2 separate regions of the Triticum aestivum genome follow, and region 2 is linked to region 1. The links are chromatin contacts, called in public Hi-C maps. All regions are on one chromosome and are shown on one strand. The core of a region is the stretch at or near the end of the contact, and the rest is flanking DNA. Distances in the headings are between cores, read along the strand shown.

Region 1 (7,153 bases), core at 3,706-6,205:
GTTATCCTGCTCTCGAGGATCAAGAGTGGAAATACATTACAGGGAGCGACCCTAAAAACACGTGAGTCCTAGATTGTTGCCTACTTCTGCGAGTCTTGCAGATCGTTTGCATCTCCTCATAACATTTATTTTGTTTTGCTGCAGGCCTTGGTCATACCATAATGCAGGTTCCTGGCCAACATTGTTGTGGCAGGTTTGCAACTTAAGCATCATGTTTGAAATTTTGATGTGTACTTTGCAAACCTCGAGACCTTGTCGAGTGTTCGGATTGATTACTTAGCACCATTTGCTCTTGATTGTAAATGTCAATCAGTTTCTTGTTTTTCTTTTGGCAGCTCACGGTGGCATGTATCAAGATGAACCGGCCTGAGATTGCAGCAAGAGCCGTGGAGGTGGCTGAGAGGCGTATTTCCACGGATAAATGGCCTGAATACTACGATACTAAGCGTGGGCGGTTCATCGGCAAACAAGCTCGACTATTCCAAACGTGGTCCATTGCGGGCTTCCTTGTGGCCAAGCTGCTGCTCGAAAACCCTGAAAAGTCTAGAATACTCTGTAACAACGAAGACGAGGAATTTGCTAATGCTTTTAATCTCATGGCTGATTCATGCAACCCGAACAGGAAGCGTGGCAGGAAAGCCCCGAAGAAGACCTACATTGTGTAAGTCTAACAGCAGCTCCAATGTTAGGGGGGTTCATAGATGTAGCGGTGTTTAGTTTTTTGTGCGAATCGCACATATACCTCCAGGATTTGTACATACCACAGTGAACTTGTCTAGAGGAAATGCCCACTTTGAGACGCTGTCATTCTGTTTATGGTTGGTTAATTGGTTATCAAGGTTTTCGCAGCACAGCATTCACTGTAGCACAGATGCACAGTTATGCTACTCACCGGTCAGCACTATAATAAAATGGTTACATCCAAGCAATTAGTGATGTCCCATCTGCTCGACTATTACATAATTGTGAAGTCCGTGACAGACACATGACTGCCAAATCCTTGCTCCTAACTTTATGATATTATTAATGAACAAGAACACATGTTACAAAACTTATTACTGGACCTTACTTGAGAATACTGCTACTATCCAGCAACAACGACTACTGCAAGCAGTAGCAGCTCATTTTCAGATGCCACTGGGGGGCGAACTATTATTGCATGGCTGCATTCGAAAGAAAAATGCTTGCACAAGACCATGGCTCATCTGATATCTGATGGTATTAACAAGGAATAAAGTTACAGGCACAACGCCCGACCTTACTCAGTTACTCTACATCCCAACATTGGCAGGTGACAACTGATAACTCATCTTCAACAGAAAAACTGCAGGGGAGTGGGGACTGGGGAACTGTGGGACTACTACTTCTAGCTACCACGGTATGGATATTCTTCAGAACACAACGTACTACCACTACAACTTCTACTGCTACTACCGCCACCACTAGAAGAGCTCAAACTCAATGTCGTCTCCATTCATCCGGAACTCGAGGCACTTGCCTTCCTTCTTCTTCCGTGCCACCGCTGCAGTGAGGGTTGAGGCGTCGACGCTCTTCGGGGTCTCGGGCGGTGCAGTCCAACGGATCAAGGCCCAGTTCAGGCCTTGGAAGAAGGGATGCCGCTTGATCTCGGCAGCTCCTTTCCTCGAGCCTAGCCGGAGCTCTGGCTCCTTCACGAGCAACCCTCTGATCAGATCGCGAGCCTGGTAGCTGACAGCTGGGCTATCAGGGAACTTCAGCCCCTGTGAGACCACATTTGTAAGTGTTTCATCATTGCCAGGTCCCCTGAATGGTGTCTTGCCGTAGAGCAATTCATACAGAAAGATGCCAAGAGTCCACCAATCGACCGAGCTGCCATGGCCATCTCCTCTGATGATCTCCGGGGCAAGGTATTCATGGGTCCCCACAAATGAATTTGACCTTGCATCGGTTGGTTCGACGACAAGCTGCGGAAGTGATGGTTTCTTCACAGGCTCAGCTCTCCGTGTCCTGGAAGGTGTGGAAGATACCAGCCGAGGTGTGAAGCAAGAAGAGTTGGCCCAGGATGGCTGGATACACAGTGGATCGATGCAGCTTTCTGCACAAGGTCCGGAAGGCCTAGGAGGTTCATCTCTTCCTACCGATGAGCACCTCACAAGCATGGGATTAACTGAACACCTCAGGGACAGATCAAAGTCGGAGAGCATGATGTGCCCATCTTCACGAACAAGTATGTTCTCAGGCTTCAGATCACGATATATAACCCCCAACATATGCAGATACTCCAATGCTAGGAGAACTTCAGCGACATAAAACCTGCAAAGGGACATATAATACTTATGAGTTAAATAACTTGAAACATGATTTTCAGCTAGAAATTCAAATGCAATACTTCGATGAGATAACACATAAACACCACAGCTGAAGTTACTTACCTAGCAGCGGCTTCTGAAAAGCATCTAGTAGGTTGCTTCTGCCTTAGGACATGCAGGTCACCGCCTGGACAATACTCCATCACTAGGCAAGACAGATTATCTGTCGTGAAATAAGAATACAGGGTAGGAAGAAACGGGTGGTCAAGCATTTGCAGTATCTCCCTCTCGGTTTGAGCCCTCAGCATCTTCTTCCGGCTTATTAGGTACTCAATGTCCATAACCTTCAATGCAAACATGCAGTCCGAACCCACCAACTCAGCCAGATACACGGTGCCAATATCTCCACATCCAAGCTGTTTGAGAAGCTTGAAGTTCTTCAATCCTAGGCTCCCTTGTTGGATCGCTAAGCGCTTCATGGCTTCCCATCTGACATCTTTTGACATGTGAGGCCTGCTGCCATTAGCACTGAAGCTACCATAACTATCTTCACTGATGCTGGTGCTTGTGCTATAGTCACCGATGCTGCTCTTTGAGCTTTGGGAGCTTTCACCCTTTTCCTTCGACCTTGACAATTCACCAGGCTGTGAACCAGGGATCCCACTGACATAGCATCCTTTGCCAAAATCAACTCCTTCGGCACCGAGAGAGCCATCAGCGCCCTTCTTGTTGGTTGGTGCTGGGGTTTTGGGTTCATCCTGAAGGGCCTCCTGTTGCTTCTTACTGTGAGAACCGGAACCTTTCGCTTCGCAATGCTTCTGGGATGCCACTGCTGCAGCTGGTTCTGGTTTAACCTTCTTTTTAGTGGAGGATTTGCCGCGAAACACCAGGCGTGAGCCTCCTACTGGAACAGCTCGTGGGCTAGATGCTTTTGGAGATTTACCCTTTCTCTGTTTTGCCAGAGCTCTTCCAGCAGAGGGATCTTCGCTTGCCTCCAGTGACTTATTACTGATGACATCTTGGATACTGGTTTTTTGGACCTTGGCCTTGGTTGGAGAAGCTGATCGCACATGCTTGTTAGCTGAACCCTTGCCGTGCGCCTTTTTACCTGATTCAACCAACTTAACCGATGAACTTACTACAACCTTGTCAGGCAAAGCAACGGCCTTCTCAACCTTGCTCTTCCCATCTTGGTCCTCGTCTGTTGGAACCACAACAGAGGCATAAAGCTTCTTAATCGCCCCAGATTCAGGAGTACTCGACACAGCGGCGGGCTTCGACATCCTCTTCATGGCGGCCATCTCCGAGGCCTGGGAGATGCACATCTTCCTGAGGGCCTGCTTCAAGCTCACAGACTCCACGATCTCCGAGCTCGACATCGGCGCCTTCCCAAGCGCAATAAGCCTCTTGTCCGTGCTCGTCTGACCAGAAGCCCGCGCCGAGGTGCGCACATTGAACGATCTGAGGAGCCGGTCAAGGTCATCCTCAACCGAGCACGACCGCCCCCCATGCTCCTGCCCCACCGGCTTCACCCTCACCCTCAGGTGGGTGACCCCGCCCGGACGGGCGTCTTTGGTCTCATCGACCAGCTCGACTATCTCCGGGCACCCTGAAGAACCCATCCTCTCCAGCACTCCCACCGCCTCCAGAAATGCTCCCTCCTAGCAGAGTATTGACTTGCGGAGCTTTGCAAGCAGCAACCGCATCTGGGTGGGTGGTGATGTGCTGCGCTTCAAGTTAGGACCGTTGGTGCCTGCAGTTTGGCGGACAAAAGAAGCGGCTTTCCCGGATCAAGAAGCGGCATCACGAGCCCTGCAAGAGAGTAAGCATAAACTGGATCAGATGGTGCGGGTATTCATTTCAGGCACAAGAAAGAACCTTATTAGCACTAGCATAGTGGAGGAAAAAGCGTAGGAATCTGAGGCAGAACTGGAGCTTGAGCCGATCTTGGTGCCCTTGTACTCATTATCATCTCCCACTAGTCACCCCCTTCCCCACCCCTAGTTAAATTTAAAAAAAAAACTAAAGCAAAAGGGACATAGATGCGGTAGGTGAGGTGGGGTTTCGCTCTCTCCTCTCCCTTTTTCGTAGCGAACTGATGCAAGATCCGTAAACCTCTGGACGGCTTGAGGGACAAGAAGACGCAAGCACCAGATGGGCAAACAAAATGGGGGTACTTTGAGCCAAGCCAAAGGCACAAACGCGCAGAGTCGAAAACAAGAGAGAGGTAAAGAACCAGATTTGTGCACGAGAGAGAGAGAGAGAGAGAGAGAGAGAGAGAGAGAGAAGAGAAGCGGGGGATTTGGATTTTGGAGCGGGAGAATCTTACCGGCGGGAGGACGGCGGCGGCGACGGAGGCGAGATTTAGGGTTTCGAAGCAGCGGCGGCGGCGAGCAGGGCAAGAGGCGGCAGTCAGCTTGAGCAGCAATGCGCGCACATCTCGCGAGGACGCAAAAGAGGAAGACGAAATGAGAGCGGCTGCCTCCCCTCTCAACACCTAGGATGGGCTATGGAAGTATGGATGCCGCTCCTCCCTCGCTGCCACGCTCACCAAACTCACGCACGGTGCCCCCTCTCTTTCCTATCCTCTCCCTCACTCTAGCCCCTCTCTCTCTCACTCTAGCTATGGCTTATGGCTACGCGAGCGACGCGCCCCCACCGCAAACCAATAAAAACACGCACCACCACCACCCCTACCCTAGGATTTACGCCTGTTTATTTATGGCCGCTATTTATTAATGCTGCCTGTAGCAGGGCGTAGCGTGCCTCCCTTTCACGCGTCTCTCTCCTCGCCCTTTTCCGTGTCTCCCTAGCCAGGGGGAGGGGAGGGGATGGGAGGGGCTTTTCTTTTTTACTTTTCCTTTTCACGACTTGTGTTATCACGCTCGGCGCCGAAGAATACGACCCGGATGCAGAAAGCAAACTGTAGTAATTTCTTTATTTAAACGGATTCAAAGCTACCACTACAGAGACCTAGCCGCAGTAGTGGATGCAATCGCAGCCAGTAGAAGATGGTACTACTACTGGAGTAAGTGGGGTATAGTAGTAGTGGTAATCTGCTTGTTATATTCGCGGGAGGCGAACTGATTGTGCCGTTACCTGCGTGGTCCGTCACGTCAACAGCGCTGCGTCATGTCGTGCCGCCGCGGAGACACATGGTGACCACTTCACCGCTGTATGTATTGTCCCTAATCTAACCGTGGGGGCGCACCACTGTATGTTTGTGTGCCGAGCGCCTGGCCGCCGCAAAATTTCGTGTTTTGACTTTTTTTAAAACAAAATCAAGATCTGACCCCGGTTTGAAAGATTTTCGGGATTTGACCCTTTTGCTACCGCCAGGGCCCCTGGCGGTAGGGTGTGACGGAGGGGGATGGCGGCCGTCACCGTGCGCTGACGTGGATAAGTACCTTACCCCTTACCGCCAGGGGCTCTAGCGGTAGGCTGCTGGCGGTAAGGTGTGGCAGGGTTTTGCCGTACAGGCATTCTGTAACGAAAATATGCAAGGGCCCTGGCGGTAGGTTCATCCTCCTGTGTTCTGCCGTATAAAGTTTCTGTAACGAAATATGCAACTGCCCTGGCGGTAGGTTCACCCTACTGCCAGGCACCCTGGCGGTAGGGTCCTCTGTTTTGTTTTTTCTAGTTCATTTGGTTGCTTGTTTTCAAATTCTATATGACAGCAATATCACAGCAAGTTTCACAAATATGACAGCAATATCACAGATTTTAAACAATTAAACTTGGACATTACATAGATCCACATTAGATAACTTGAAGTCCATATAACATTTCAAACGAACTTCAACTAATCAGTAAACGGAGTTCCACATAGTAGCAAACACATAGATCCACAAATACCAAACACATAGTTTCACAACCACTAGACAAGTCCAACCAAACGAAATTCAACTAAACTAAAAGAGCCAAGTAGCGAAGAGCATAATCAGTTGCTCCTTCCCCTCTTGGAGGTACGGTCCTCGTTACCCTTTGAACGAGTCTCTTCGGTCTTCTTCTTGGGCAGTCGAGGAACCGGTCTCTGGAAAGGGTCCGGACTCGGCAAATCCTTCTTCTTCGGATTCTTCTACGGCAGTTGAGATGCTTGAGATGTTTGAGTTGGTGGAGGTCCATAATCTTCATCGTACTCCTCCTCCCCTTCTTCATGTGTGGCCTCCTCCTCCTCATCCTCTTCCTCCTCCTCCTCCTCCTCCTCCTCCCCAACCAACCTAGACGACGAGGGAGCATGGCTCGATGAGCCGATGAGACCCTGTGTGGCTACAGGCTGATAAGCTTCAAATGACCCAGCTCCAGCACACCCAAGCAGCCCTACCAACTTGCGACAACGCTTCACGAACTTCTGCACTCACAATGAAACAAGGTCATAATAAGTATCGGATCGACTGATTGCAAGTGAACAATATGCATCTGTTCCGAGGAGGCTGAAATTGTACCTTCATCGTCCCCCTCACTTTGTTCTCAGATTGTATGCTCCCGGGGAGATCACCTAATGCATCTGAAGCTTCAAAGATGCATCTGTTTAGCTCACCAGACTGCAACGGCATAAGTCAGTCACGATGACGAATAAACTAATTTAAATACAACCGTCGGTTCAAACTTACCACTCTGTTGATGAGGGGTGCAAACTCCCTAAATCCACTGTGCATGTCTCTGATGCCGGTCTGGTAGGCCTCTTCCTCGGGGTCATCCCTCTCCAGCTCCGTGATGTCTTCCACCGTCCACCGAGGCCTGGGACGAAGACGGTCCTTCTGGCCATCATCGTACCACCTCATGTCTCGGCCCAGGTAAGCATCCCAGTCAGTCACTTTCCTCTCCACGTCTTTTCGGTACCTCCGTTGGTCTCACGCCGCCAC
Region 2 (6,489 bases), core at 3,720-6,219, 190 kb after region 1:
CCTTGATCCCTAATATTTCTCATATATAAAATAGTTACTAGGACTCGAGAAGCGTCTAAAACTTGTAGAGCATAGTCCGGATTTTATCAGAGGTCATAAGTGGCCCGATCTGAATGTTACAAAATGGACGGTTGTAGAGCAGTTTCATGAGGCAATACAAACCGATGGGTAAGCACTTGTTACAATGGTTTATTTATTTGATTTATCTATGTGGTGTTGTAACGGATCATTTTATAATATTATGGCGTATCATGTGGACTGTTTATGCTAAATTATATGGAATACTGGACATCACATGGACTGTCAGACACGTTCACCCGGGTATTTCATTTTATACATTATCTTGTTATTTTATCTCAAAATATTATATAAAATGTTTTTATATATATTTTGTAGGCGGATATGAAAATTAGCTGTCATTTTGCTCGATTCAGAGCTGAATAAGCTAAAAGGAGATCCCATATACCATCAACCTGACGACGAAGAAACTTTAGCTAATTTTGATCTCGAGATCCTGGAGAATCCATCTGACGTAGTCAAAGACAAACGTCCTGCCCCAATCACTATCATACCCACGGACCAACGTGAATTACTTGCCGGCCTCTGCAACTATATCATGTCTATCGATGATGCCGGATGTTTGGAGTAAGTATCATGTATCAATATTTAATGTGCGGATTTATAGTATTGTTCTTCATATCATCCAATTTATAGGAAGGTACGGGTCCGGAGCTCGACACCCGATCCAATGGGCTTAAGTCTTAAGAAACTTCAGTGCATACTTAACATGGAGCAGACCATGGACAATGACTGCTTCAACACAGCCGTGCGTATGCTGGCATGTGACGAGGGAGTATTGTTCACAGACCCTCCTGTGCAATACATGGATCTATGATTTTGTGTAAGTTATCTTAACTCTTCATTCTATGTGTCATTAGTATCAACATGTTGAAACAATATTTCTTTTTTTACTTAGTCCATGCTGCTAGAGTCAACACGAGGTTAGAAGTTTTGCGAGAAGGAAACTATCCAGACGTTGGCAACATTATTTGATAGCTGGCCTGAAATGGACAACGACATCTCATCGTGCAACAAGGTAAGTAAAGTATTTTGTCGATTGTTATCATGGTTTATTGTTGTTTCTAATAGCTCCACTTGTAGATTTATCTTCCCTATGCATCCATCGGCCGATACATCTTGTACGTCATCGACAAAGAGTCACGTCGTCTATATATTATGGATCCTATTCAAACATCACAATCGTTAGAGGAGAAAAGTTTGAGGCATGCACTAAAATTAAAAAGTTTTGCAAGGGATTTCAAAGAAGCACTCGAAATAAAGCTGCCTGGTTGGAATTATGATCTATCTAAATGGCAACATTTATTTCCGTCCGGTGTTCCAACGAGTATAGATGGGTAATGATTTCATAAAAAAACATTTACTTTTGTTATCACTATATTATGTACATTGTTAATTTAAAGTTTTGCATGAATTTGTCTGGCTATTTTGTTTTTCATTTTATGCTCTGGTTGAACGGTGAAGATTTGGTCAAGCCGATTTGCGCGGTGAGTATTGTCCGTTACATGTTTTAAGACCTTCGGCTTCTCCTTCATACTAACTACATGTATGCGTTTGTGCAGGATGGGTATGAATTGAGGAAGCAGTTTTTATTATACTTGCTAAACCATCGTGGGAATGAAGCTAAAGGAAACTTACTGGATATTGTGAAAGAATTTTTTAAGCGCATCATCTAGATATGAATAGTTTTGTAATAGATGTTTAGTTAGAACATCGCTCAGTTTGTTATATGGACATGTCGTTAATTTTTCTTTATGTTATCAACTTACATTAAAAAATGGACTTCAGTTATTAAATAATTATGTTTCTGTTATATTGTTTGTACGTGTGGAATTTAACATGTAACTCTTGCAAACTTTTTCAAGAGCCCGTGGCAACGCACGGGCACTCTACTAGTTGTCGTAATGTGTTGGATTGTTGTATTGAGCCCCTCGATCAATTTATATAGAGTATAAGGCTTGGAGGGTAAGAAGCCTCTCCTAAAAATAAGGCAGGAAATAATTATAAAATCATAGTCTACCAAAGACATATATATATATATATATATACACACACTCTCTCTAACATGCTGGAAGCCACGTTGACGCACGGCGAGAGCCCCCGCCCTGGTGTGCGCACGTACAAACCCATTTCTCTTCTCCAGTGGCGGTTATGCGTTTCCCAACTCCGGCAGTTCCGGACAGCGCCTCTCGATTTGACGACAATTGATTTTGGTGAAAATGGAATGCGTCTACGAGAGAGACAAAGGTGGATTTCCAACTGAATCAACAAGAGATAACATGGTGGATGAACGTGTATATGGTGGAGCTCAGCACCGCTGTTTCTTCGCGAGGTTTGTTTTGCGCGATGGTTCGGTCCGACCAGGAACACTTGAAGACGTGTGATTAAGATCCAACGGCCATCGCAGGTGTGTCCTCGAGACGTCTAAAAAGTGCAGTAGTGACGTTACACTTTTTAGAATTTAGTTTTTTAAATATATATACTTAAAATAGTTGGAAGATTAAAATGAAAAACGAAAACAGAAATGTGAAGAAATAGAAAAAGACAAGACAGTGGACTCCCCGCCCGCTGGACAGCCCATTTAGGCAGGCGCCTGGTTGCGCTGGCTTGTTGGACCGGCCAATTCACGAGCTCCTTTAGACCAGAGCTGAGTAGCTGAATATGTTCACCTAAAAAAAGAGTAGCTGAATATGTCTTGCTTCCCATAGTCACTCCCTTTAACACCAGGCAATTTCTATTTGACGCTTCAGGTGCCCATTACTGTGTATGTTGTAAACGGGTGCCTGAAGCGCCCCGTGCTGGACCGACCCATGTTTTTTTTTCTGTGTTATTAATTCGACAAAAAAAGCGTGCTAGTTGTGAATCAAACAACCAACCTACCTGATCGAGGTAGGTTGGTGTAACCAACCCGCCACCCAGTAGGATCTGGTAAGTTACAACCTTTTACTTCTTTTATTCTTCCCTTTTTCATTTTTCATTTTTTTCTTTTTCCTTTTTTGTTCTTCCTGGTTCGATGAATTGTTTGCAAATGTGTGAACTTTTTCTTCAAATCAATTATCTTGTTTTGAAATCTGATGAACTTTTTCAAATTTGATTAGCTTTTTTCGATTTTGGTTAACTTTTTTTAAAGTTGATGATTTTTTTTTCAAATTTGATGAATGTTTTCTAAAACTCAATGATATTTTTTTCTAAAGTTTATGAACTTTTTCTCATTTTTTATGAACTTTTTTCAAATTGATGATCTTTTTCAAAACCCATGAACATGTTCGAATTGATTATTTTTCATTTTTTATGAATATTTCATTTTATTTTTTCAAATGCGATCGAGTGAACCCAGAGGAAATAAAATGACGAACCAACGTAGTTGAATGCATCCTCATAATAGTAACGAAACCGGAACTATCAAGAAGAAGCACAACCGGAAAGTAAAAAAATCGTCAAAATACACTGCGCCAGCAAGAGATCGAACACATGACGTCCCGCTCGGGAAGTCTAGAACTTAACCAGTCGAGCCGATAAGTTCTACTGGTTTGCAAGTACCACGAGAGTTTAAAGTACGGGACAACTTTTGAAATTTTTTTGAACAATTCAAGAAAATCAAGAACAAAAAATAGAAAATTCTGAACAAAATTTGACAAACATGAAACCCTTTCTAAAACCATAAACAATTTTTGAAATTCAAACAAACTTTTCAAATATGAACAATTACTGAAAAGTTGAACAAAAATTTCGAAATTCCAAAAATATGAATAATTTTTAAAATATACATTGAACATTTTTGTAATATAAACAATTTTTAAATACATATTAAACAGTTCTGTGATATATGCCAAATAAATTTAGAATAAATTGAACATATTTCCAATATACGCTAAATAATTTTTAAATACATACGGAACAATTTTGTGCCATACACCGAACAAATTTAAAATATACATTGAACATTTCTGTATTGTACGTTGAACTAATTTTGAATTAGGAACAAAATTTTAAAACTATGAATATTTAATGAAATCATGAAGAAATATGGAATTTGAAACTTTAACAATTACATGTACATTGATTTAGACCTAAAATCCAAGAAAATACGAAGTGACTATTATAACTAAGAATTATAATGAAATTTCTTGGAAGCACGTCTTCACTACGTCAATCTCTACTCGAAGAAATACTCTAAAGACTTCGGTAAAGAGGCTGCAATTTGACTGGAGCAACGATGTTGTCACTTTTTCACCCGCACAAACATTATCTATAATGGTTTTTGAAAGTGCCTTGAGTCGCCCATCCAAAGAGATGGGAAGCCTTGGTCGATGAACGTACTTGGGCCGGGGATGATCTTGTAGAAGTGCAGGCCGTCGAATCACTATATCTTCACCTCGATAAAAAGATTTCATCTTCACAAAAAATCAGACCAACAAAAAAGATTTTGACACAACAACATAAACTCATCTGAGAGAACAAAAAACTCTCTAACCTCATGGCACTGTCAAAAGAACGAGAGAAAATTTATTCTTACAAAACTATCATGATCACTAGACAATGACGAAGATCATAGAGCTCTTCCGAGGTCCCCACCTCTCAGCGTCAAGAGAACAGTCAAAGGCGGACGGACCTAAATTTCTTAGACGATGATGACGGCCGCGCAAGAAACCCTAGTTGACGACGGCGCGCGTCAAATAAGATCCGCCCCTTAACACCACGCGAAGCGATGAAGGGTCCCTGTTTCACGGGCCAAGACCAAGCAGGCCACATTAACAGTCACCCGAGAAATAGTCCACAGCCCAGGGTAACGGAAAGCCTGCTCCACAGCCCCAAATGGCTGAGATCGTTTCGAGTGAAGATCTGGCGGCTGAAATTGCCTGGAACGGGGGAGCCCTGATTGCTCGTCATTTCTTTTTTTTCGGAACAAGGTGCTCGCCATTTTAGCGCCGCATAAACTTGGAAGGAGATAACAGGGACATATAACTCTGGACCGAACTCCTGAAACAATCAAGAGACACACACAGGTCTAGCAGATCCAGAGCCGAAGATGAGCGGGGTGAAGAAGGTGACGGACGTTGCGGCCAAGGCCGGGAAGGCGATCGACTGGGACGGCCTGGCCAAGATGCTCGTCTCCGACGAGGCCCGGAAGGAGTTCGCCAACCTCCGCCGCACCTTCGAGGACGTCAACCACCAGCTCCAGACCAAGTTCTCCCAGGTATCCTCCCAATCGCCGCCGGTCTCATCCCTGTCTCGCGCTCGGCTGGTCGATCTGGCAAATGTGCCTAGGGTTTGGTCCTCGGTCAGATCAGATCAGGGGAATCTTTACGTTTCGCTAGTCAACCGCGGTTGCGCCTGGGATCTGCTCCTGGGGCAAGAGGGATTTGCAGATCCATGAACACGGGACAATCAAATCTCGGTTTCGCCTTTAGGATTTACTTGCCCAGTTGGTTTAGTTATTGAACTATTGAACGATTTAGGGATTTGATGTTAGGATTTGAGAGGAGGTCGAGACATGAGCAAGAACATTTGGGGGAATTTCTGGATGGATCGTTCATCCGGCGTCTCTCCCTATTGTTCCTCTAATCTTTGGTACATCTTACATTTACTCCCTGTAGAACTACGTATTCCTAAATCGCTATACACCCTAACATTACTGACAGGAAAAGGCGTGGCTTATTTTATCTCTCTTGTAATCCAAGCATTGATTTTGAACATGAAATTGCAAACTCTTGTGAGGTTCTGTCTCAATAGAGGCATATGCATGGATGAACCAAGTAGCCTTCTTTGGCATGTTATATGCTTGTAAAGTTTAACCCTGTTTGTTTGTAATCTTTGAATTCAACTTGTGTATGGTAGTCTTATGGCTACATATGAAACATGGATCGCCATTTCTGGCATATCGACTGGTATGAGAGATCTATATCTATTGCTACTGCAGGAACCAAAGCCAATTGACTGGGAATACTACAAAAAGGGAATCGGATCGAAAGTTGTGGATATGTACAAGGAGGCTTATGATAGTATGTGTATTTCGTACACTCCATCTACTTGCATTTCTAGGAAACCAGTGTGCTATAAATTTGTAAACAAGATGGTTTTGATTTAATATTGGAATTTTAACTAGTGGATGATATGTCTTCCAAAGATTAAGAATTAGGATACCAACTGTAACTTGCTTATAGTTCAAAATGCTCCCTTCACAATATTATAGTAGTGTTGTATACTTCATGTATGCATTCTAATACATCATGTTTTAGGTTTCATCTCCCTTCTTGAGGGTGTCCCTAGCAATATGTTGTATGATAGTGTTAGGAATTTCAATCCTGCTATGTATTTTGATTTATTCACACCAAATGATTTAGCATTTAGTTTTTGCTACTTTCCAGTATGGCTGTTAGTCTCGCTAGTCTATGCTCATTCAATCTGTTT

Evidence for each region. A called contact is a pair of places that touch in the nucleus more often than the background predicts.
Region 2: a Hi-C map of leaf shows a contact between it and region 1, with 10 times the contacts expected there. The contact joins the promoter of LOC123053231 here to the promoter of LOC123053228 in region 1. A contact is called at or near these places in 2 of 5 Hi-C or Micro-C datasets (both in leaf).

What each region holds. Positions count from the first base shown.
Region 1 is chr2D:375,616,856-375,624,008 of IWGSC CS RefSeq v2.1, forward strand. It overlaps LOC123053228 (serine/threonine-protein kinase D6PK), which reads right to left and starts at 4,956. Exons shown (of 3, transcript XM_044476673.1): 1 at 4,618-4,956; 2 at 2,412-4,100; 3 at 1,192-2,292. The coding sequence starts at 3,910. The coding sequence ends at 1,443. LOC123053229 (neutral/alkaline invertase 3, chloroplastic) reads left to right here. Exons shown (of 6, transcript XM_044476674.1): 4 at 1-61; 5 at 145-193; 6 at 336-807. The coding sequence ends at 665.
Region 2 is chr2D:375,805,447-375,811,935 of IWGSC CS RefSeq v2.1, forward strand. LOC123053231 (ATP synthase subunit d, mitochondrial) reads left to right here and starts at 4,970. Exons shown (of 5, transcript XM_044476678.1): 1 at 4,970-5,275; 2 at 5,999-6,080. The coding sequence starts at 5,108.